Regions from separate parts of the Ovis aries genome. Here region 1 is linked to region 2. Evidence: chromatin contacts called from public Hi-C data. All regions are on one chromosome and are shown on one strand. Each heading gives the region's core, a stretch centred on a gene start, on an enhancer-like site or on the middle of the called end of the contact. The rest is flanking DNA. Distances are from core to core; before and after follow the strand shown. Region 1 overlaps FOXJ3 (forkhead box J3). Region 2 overlaps HIVEP3 (HIVEP zinc finger 3).

Evidence for each region. A called contact is a pair of places that touch in the nucleus more often than the background predicts.
Region 1: a Hi-C map of blood shows a contact between it and region 2, with 2.7 times the contacts expected there. The contact joins two enhancer-like sites. A contact is called at or near these places in 2 of 16 Hi-C or Micro-C datasets (blood and tail adipose tissue).

What each region holds. Positions count from the first base shown.
Region 1 is chr1:16,700,245-16,704,390 of ARS-UI_Ramb_v3.0, forward strand. It overlaps FOXJ3 (forkhead box J3), which reads right to left. Exons shown (of 12, transcript XM_060398115.1): 12 at 4,028-4,146. Among named protein-coding and RNA genes, the nearest start is that of GUCA2A, 8.3 kb to the left of the region's middle. Within about 2 kb of position 2,372, at least 4 of the 54 cell types and tissues checked have an H3K27ac peak or open chromatin away from gene starts, as enhancers often do.
Region 2 is chr1:16,331,393-16,335,724 of ARS-UI_Ramb_v3.0, forward strand. All of the region lies in intron 3 of HIVEP3 (HIVEP zinc finger 3), which reads right to left. Among named protein-coding and RNA genes, the nearest start is that of HIVEP3, 260 kb to the right of the region's middle. Within about 2 kb of position 1,534, at least 19 of the 54 cell types and tissues checked have an H3K27ac peak or open chromatin away from gene starts, as enhancers often do.

The DNA of each region.
Region 1 (4,146 bases), core at 1,122-3,621, 370 kb after region 2:
AGATAGATCTGGGTGCCTGTCCAAAGGGCCACAGCAGGGAGGAGCAGTGACAGAGGCCAGGCCAGGAATATGATGAGAAAGGGGGAAGAACAGATCTGAGGATCCTAACCCCAGCTCTATCCCAGGCAAGTTGTCTCCCAGGACGGGGGCCACAGGGGAAGACACAAGTGGCTGATGAGGTTAGGAGCCATCCGGCCCTCCCTTCCGACAGAATGCTTTCTCTCCTGTCTGCGGTTCGTGATCACACACAGGCACACCAAGGCACACAGTCACAATCATACAGGCAACACACATACCCAGGCACAGACACACAAGCACACACAAGGTCTCGCGCACATGCTCGGAAGGCCACACAAGCACAATCAGCACCCGCAGTTACCCTGACTTACAGGACCTCCACACACACGGCCCCCGCCCCCACCCATCACACAGCTCACACACTCACACGCTCTCGGAGGACCATTCCCAGGAAAGCCTCTGCCTGTGGACGTCACTCAGGGGTGGGAAGGGTGAGAAGTGTCCTCGGACGTCTTTATTGCCATTGTTGAGACAGGAAGTTGCCTCTCTGACCTTCTGGGGGCTGCGTCCTAAGAGGGGTGGCATTCACCCAGTGACGTCAGCTCAGGCTAGGGTGGGGTGCGTTGGGATGGGTGTGGAGACTGGCCGCGAGGAAGGTCAAGGGCAACCAGGGAGTGTTGTGGAAGAGGTCATAGGCCTTGGTGCCAAGAGCAGACCAGAGTAAGGCAGCTCTGGGTTCCCATCCCCTTGCCAACCTCTCACGACGGTGACCTTGGGCAAATGACTTCACCTCTCTGAATGGCAATGTCCAGCAGTAAAAAGGAGATAAATGACATCAACCTCCAAGGCACTGGGAGTGCTAACTCAGATAACGGCTGTCAAGTGCTGGGCACAGGGCCTGGCAAATAGTGGCAATAATCATAATGTTCGTGATGGCCAAAGGGGTTGATGTGTGAGTGCGGGCACGGGGCGGGAGGTGCTCGGAGGGAGGGGTGGGAGGACAAGGGTGGATGTACAGTGGCAAGGCTTGTGGCTGGCCTGACCATGGCCCTCCCCACACCTGCCCAAATAATGCATCAGCTGAGGTCCCAGAAGAGCAGAGCCTCAGGAAACTCAGCTGGGGTGGATGCAGGGTGGCCTTCCCCACCCTAACCTTGGAGTAGGGGACAGTGGGCACCACTGGGGCTGAGCCAGGGCAGCAGGCTCAGGTGTTGTTCTGTAGGTAAGTTACGTCCGACTCTTTGCAACCCCATGGATTCCAGCACATCAGGCTTCCTTGTCCTTCACTATCTTGCCCAGTTTGCTCAAACTCATGTCTTTTGAGTCAGTGATGCCATCCAACCATCTCATTCTCTGTTGCCCCGTTCTCCTCCTGTCCTCAATCTTTCCAAGCATCAGGCTCTTTTTAATGAGTCAGCTCTTCACATCAGATGGCTTAAGTATTGGAGCTTCAGCTTCAGCATCAGTCCTTCCAATGAATATTCAGGGTTGATTTCCTTTAGGATTGACTGCTTTGATCTCCTTGCCGTCCAAGGAACTCTCAAGAGTCTTCTCCAGCACACTGTTGGAAAGCATCAATTCTTCGGCACTCAGCCTTCTTTATAGTCCAACTCTCACATCCGTACATGACTACTGGAAAAGCCATAGCTTTGACTAGATGGACCTTTATTGGCAAAGTGATGTCTCTGCTCAGAGGCTGCTCTAGAGTGGGCCCCACTCCAGACTAGAGGGGGCTCCTTGGCTCCCTCCAGAAAGCTCTCATGATGAGAGAACAGATTCTGAGAGCTGGGCCCTGGGGGTCCCTATCTATCTGGAGGAGCACACAGCTCTGTGGGGGCTGCAGAGGAGAGAACACAGCACTTGTGGTAAAGGAAGCCTTCCAAACAAGTAAAAGCACACAGCTGGTGGCCCTGCGCCCTCTGGCGGCCTCTGCTCCTTACTGCAGCCTCATGGCTTTGTTCTAAGGCTCCAGTTCCTTGCCTGGTATGGCAACATAGCAGCGCAGCAGAGTCCAGGCATTGGGGCTGGACGGCCTGGGTTTGAGATAAGGGGCTGGATGGCCTGGGTTTGAGATATTATTATTAAGATATCATTATGGAGATATTAAGTCACCCAGGGCAGGTGACTTAATCACTTTGCGGCTCAGATTCTTCCTTTACAGTAGGTGGATAACAAGAGTTATCTACCACACAGCTGAAGGGGAAATCTGATCACCTGCATCAAGTACTTGGAGTAAGTAATGTAAAGAAACAAGGAATACACGGTGACTGCGCTACGCTGACTTCTGGGGTCAGCGCTACTCGGGGACACAGCTTGAGAGCAGGGCCAAAGCAGCCTTGACCTGGGGTTGGACTCTGGCTCTGGTGCACTCCCTTACCAAATGTGTGGTTGACTAGCTGCTTATCATATGGAGGGAGAGATACCAGGAGGTTAAGTCCAAAATCCTCTGGAAAATCATGTTGGAGATAAACACAGTGCCTCAGTAAGCCCAAAGTGAAAGTGAAGTTGCTCAGTCGTGTCCGACTCTTTGTGACCCCGTGGACTGTAGCCTACCAGGCTCCTCTGTCCAGTGGATTTTCCAGGCAATAGTACTGGAGTGGATTGCCATTTCCTTCTCCAGGGGATCTTCCCAACCCAGGGATTGAACCCGGGTCTCCCGCATTGTAGACAGACGCTTTTGCCGTCTGAGCCACCAGGGCCATTTTTCCTAATTCTTGGTTACAATCTGTCTTAGAAGTAGCTGACTTGCATCCAAGGGCAGTGTTTTACAGAGCATGTATCTTTAGCCAGTAGAATGACACTCAGTGCTGAGATGCTCAGACAAAAGGGAACCTGAAGCAGACAGGGTTGTATGGGTTAAGTCAGAAGCAGGGAGAGGTCTCGGGCAGGATCATCGGATTGGTAGGAAGTCCTCCCGTTCCTGAGACAGACCATAGCTTCAAGTCCATTTCCCACCAGCGCTGTTGGTCTTCCATCAGTGTCGTCCCGCATGTTTCCATCATCAGGTTGGGACACTACCACTCATCCCATAGGATCAGTGGTGCTTGACTCTTGACTAGCAATCCATCACGTCTCTGGCTTCAACCCCACCCCTTCTCCATGCTACTCTAGCTTCCCAGCCTGGCTCAGGATAGTGGTGTAAATGGAAATGCCTTCCCTGTCCATCTACAACCCTACGAGGACTCAAAATAGCCCATGCCCACTCCAAGGTTTCCCTAAGCCAATGCCCCAGCCTCAGTATGACCTAACTGCTCACCCCCAGAATCTTCCTGCACCTGCAGAGTAGCTTCCCTGGGCAGTGTCTCTGTGCTGGCATTTGCTCCCTGTCATGGGAAGTCTGCACCCCCCTACAGATAGGAACTGTGGCTTTCTCATCTCTGGATTTCTCAGGGGAATGCCTGACACTCTGGGCTCCACAGATATTAAGAAGCTCCACTTTCACCTTTTGGAAGGAGCTCTCTGGGAAGGCAGTGCTGGGGGCAAGTCTAGGGTCCGGGGTAATTCCCCTGGAATGATGCGGATGGTGTAAGAGAACATGAGGTTGGAGTCAAATGATCTGGATTCTAACCTTAGCTCTACTACTTGTCAACAAAGGATCTGGGGATGCCTTCACACCTCTGTGTGAGTTGTTCTCACAGGTAAGATGATAAGAACAGACTCTACTTAGCATAGCACCTGGCATATACTGAGTACTTTTTATCTTCCGGGTACTGTTCTAAATGCCTTAATCAATTTAATCCCTCTACAACTCTAGGAGGCAGGCATTATTCTCACTTTATAGGAACTGTAAATGAGGAAAATGAGGCTGAGAGGAAATAATTTTCCCAAGTTCACAGAGCAAGTGAGATGGTCAGCAGACAGCAGCAATGACTGTTCTGAGGCAGCAATACGTGGGACACAATCTCCGAGACTCCAAGGAAGGACAGACTGCAGGCTTTCTGCTTCTGGACGAGCTCCAATCATGTTCCCTCAACTGCAGCAAATGACACAGACCAATTGGTGTTGTAAATAGAGTTAACATAATATATTTATTTTAAGTGCCATTCATGCATATCACTTCTGGCAGCAACAATCCTAATGACACTTGAATATTTCTTTACAGCACTAAACAGTTACAAAGAGTGGGTG
Region 2 (4,332 bases), core at 284-2,783:
CCCAGCCTAGGGTCTGGCACAAAGCAGGCCCTTGACAAGTTCATTCTGGCCCGTGTCCTCCTGCCTCCATCTGCAGCATCCTGGGCCACCCAGCTTCACCTTTTCCTTGGTCAGCACCCAGGAGCAGGGAGCCAGGGTGCACACCTGCCCCATTTGACATGCCCAGATTCAACGTGGTGGGATGGGCATCAGGTGTAACTGTTAGCAGGACTCCCCATCTGTCATCCTCAAGAAAGGATCTTCCAGCCTCCCCATCAATCCCAGCCCCCACACTTGTCCATCTCCCAGACTGACTGCCAGAGTCATTTCTCTGATACCTATCAAGGGTTTATCTCAGTCACTCCTCAGCTTCACACTCCACTGACTCGTGAGCCACGGGATGAACCCTGTGGTCATTCCCCACCGGGTTCACTCTAACCCTAACCCTCTGCTGCTCCTTCCAGAGGCCCAGCCCATCTGTCCTCCTCCTCCCTGCCTTTGCCCAGGTGCTGTCCCCACCTCCCAACAGCTTCTCCACGCTGCCTGGTGAACTACTGCTCGCCATTCAAGATTCAGCTCAAACAGGAACTCTTCTTAGTCATTCCCACATCCTTCCCAGCCCACGCCCACCACCCCTCTGCGCTACCAGTCCATCTTATACACGTCTGTCTCCGGCAGTGCGTCTGGTATTGCCCTGATGCTATGGACCCTCGCCTGCCTCCCCCACTCCACGAGGCTTCCTCAGGCTGAAACACATCCTGATCTGGGTGCCTGGCTCCCAGCACATAACTCGGCCCATGGCAGGCATCTTCAATAGATGTCAGTTCTCTGTCCTCCCTACCAGATAGGGCCTGGGCACCTGCCCACTCCCTCCCTTCCTGAAGGTTCTGGGGCCTCGGGCCGCTCCCCTCTGCTTTTTGGGCCAGCTTCCTCACTGCCCCACAGTTGTTTCTCAGCCCAGATCAGCTGCACCTCCCACATCTGCCCCACTCAGTTCAGTTCAGTCGCTCAGTCACATTCACTTTGCAACCCCATGGACTGCAGCACGCCAGGCCTCCCTGTCCATCACCAGCTCCTGGAGTTTACTCAAACTCATGCCCATTGAGTCGTGATGCCATCCAGCCATCTCATCCTCTGTCATCCCCTTCTTCTCCCACCTTCAATCCTTCCCAGCATCAGGGTCTTTTCAAATGAGTCAGCTTTTTGCATCAGGTGGCCAAAGGATTGGAGTTTCAGCTTCAGCATCAGTCCTTCCAATTCAGGACTGATCTGCCCCACTCAGGTCTCCCCAAGTCTTATTGACAGCCTTGGGTGCCATCCCCTCAGGAAACCCAGCCGTGGTGACCAACCTGACCACATGGGGGGACAGATGATCTTCCTGGTGTACCCCTTCCTCGGCTCCCCTCATCACTGCCCCACCACATCAGTTTCAGAGAGAGTGCCATGGTGATTAACTGTGTTGGGGGCCCACAGACTCAGGAATGAGTCCCCGCTATGTCAAGGCCCTTTCAGAACTTGGTCAAGTGAGTTCACCTCCGTGAACCTCTGTCTCCTCATACGTTAGGTGGGGCTGGAGGGCCCCTGCCCCCAAGGGTTGCGGTGAGAAAGTGAAATGCTTACGCTGCACCTGGCACACAGCCAAGGCCAGTGAGCGGCGGCTTCCGTCACAGCATGGTTCTGAGTAAACGCTGAGCAGGAAAGGACATGTCTGGGCTTCCCTTCTGAAGAAGGGGCAGGGACAGGGCCAGCAGGGTGGCTCAGGCCTGACTCAGACGCTGGAGGGAAGGAGCATCTTGAGGGGAATCCAGGGGTGGGGGACTCCCAGCTGAGTGCCTTTGCTACTTTTCCCAGGAAAGGTCAACCCGACAGAATCTAGACTGTGACATGCTCACCACCCCCACTCTCAACCCGACTCCCACCCCCACACCCCCTACACCCCCAAGAGCTCAGGATGAGTCAGCCCCGGGTCACCTGGTCACTGAGCCAGCAGCTCAGGCTACTGGGGCTGTTTCCTCTTTTCCTCCTGATGCACTGGATCCCCCAGCTCCCCGCCCACCCTCATCCCCTGTCCCTTCCCTGTGTTCTCTGATGTGGGAGGGATCATGCCCATTGAAATGCTTCAGAATTAAAAGTAGAGGGCATTTAGAACTGTAGACCAAGGCTTAGCCAAGCACAGAGTCCAGGCCTGGCCCCCAGAACTCTCCCCCTGCTGCTTGGCCTCTGTTCCCCCCACTCCTCAGCTTCACACTGAGGGACCCCTCCCCACTATTTGATAGCCCTGTGCTAGAGAACGAGGGCTTCCCAGGTGGCACAGTGGTAAAGCATCTGCCTGCCAAAGCAGGAGGCTCAAGAGACACGGGTTTGATACCTGGGTCAGGAAGATCCCCTGGAACAGGAAATGGCAACCCGATCCCGTTTTCTCGCCTGGGAAATTCAGCTACAGTCCATGGGGCCGCAAAGAGTCAGACACGACTGAGGACTGACCACACACATACAAGAGAATGAAGACGTGAAATGAGGGGAGAAGGGAAAAAAATACAAAGATAGTTGACCCCTCATGCTTTAGACCTTCAGATGGATCCCAGAAGCCCAGAGGATACAGAGGAAGGATGCTTAGAAGCCAGCGTGTGTGGGCTCTTGCTAGATTAGGGAGACTGAGGTGAGAAGGGAGGGAGGGAAGGGGCTCAGTGATGGTCCAGACACAGTCTCTACACACCCTGCCAGGTGGCTGCGCCCACCTGCAAAGACACTGGGGGCAGGGGTAGGTGGTTGCCCAGTGTCTCACCCCTAACAAGCTGGGAGTCAGAATGCACATCCAGGTCTGCTGCCTCCAATGTGGTGGCTGATGGATACACACGAGGAGCCAGATCACTGGGGCAGGAGTGAAAGGGTTCACAGTACAGGTGAAAGGTGCTCGGAAAGCTTGGAGATGGGCCGACAAGCCCTATGGGGGGAGATGGAGGACCCGAAGGATTTCATGACAGTCCTGATGTTTGGTCTGGGTCTTGAAGGCTGCATGCCTGGGAAAAGGTTAGGAGATCAAGAGGGCAAACAGCAGAGGCAAAGGCCCAGAGGTGTCCAGTAGTAGGGGCTGCAGCCCAGGGCAAGGTGGTGGAGGAGGCGTCCAGCATTCCCTGCTGTCTTCCCTGCTCACCTGGACCCCAGAAGTCATTCTGTTTTCAGATAATTAGAGCTATAACTCCAATAATAATAATATCAAATACGTACACCATCTGCTAGACATGGTCTTCAGCACTTGATCAACACCATCCTGTTTAATTCTCACAGTAACTCAAAGAGGTAAGTGTGATGATTAGCCCCACTTTACAGGTTAAAAAAACTGGGCCCTGAGACTCCCCTGACGGTCCAGTGGCTAGGACTTCAAGCTCCCAGTGCAGGGGTCAGGTTCCATCCCTGGTGAGGGAACTAGATCCCACATGCTGCCACTAAGAATTCACATACTGCAACTAAAGATCTGCATCCCCCACCTGCATGCTGCAGCTAAGACCCGGAGCAGCTGAACAAATAAATTAAAATGAATTTTTTTTTTTTTAAAAAGGAATTGAGCCAAAGAGGCTAAGTAAGGTCAAGGTATGTGCCCCTGTGAGTGGTGGGGCTGGATTTGAACTGACCAGCAGAGTCCAGCAGGCAGCTCTGTGGACCACGCTGCTTTGCTGCCTCCACAGTCCAGCCCTGCCTTCCCTCTCCCCGGCAGGTCCATCTCTGCTAGTCTCATCCACCCAGGCTGCAGGCACCTCTGCAGCAGGCGCTGTGTCTCCTCCTCCTCCTGGCTGTCTCCCCTGACACTGCGCCTGGTCTTCCTAAAGGAATTTGACTGGCATGTCCGGACCTGAAGATTCCAGCAGCAGAAAGCCCTTGTCGCTGTCTGGTTGGGGCTGGGAACCAACAATTTGTTGACTTAATCAGGCAGATGCAGAAAGGTGTTGTCATGGTGGCAAAGTTTCTATTCCAGGAGGCCAGGCCGTAATTAAATGTCCCAACCTGCACACCTCCAATTACTGCACAAGAGCCGGTTTCCCGGGCCTGTTAACTAGCAATTATAGAACCTTCCGCTGAAATTCCAAATCACTTAGTAAAGGTCATTTCCTTTATTTATTTTTCGGATTTGGGAGTAGCAGTGAGATGAAATTACTGCCCAAAGTACAAGTGACATCCATTAATTAAAATAGGTTTATCCAAATAGCCAATCAGGAGCAAATGATATAGTCCAGGGTTCTTACAATTTGTTAGAAGGGCTCCTATTTAAGGAGTACCTACTCTGTGCCAGGAACCACTATAGGTGCTTTAAATATGTTATATGATTTAATGCTTATAATAATAAGATCATCGCTT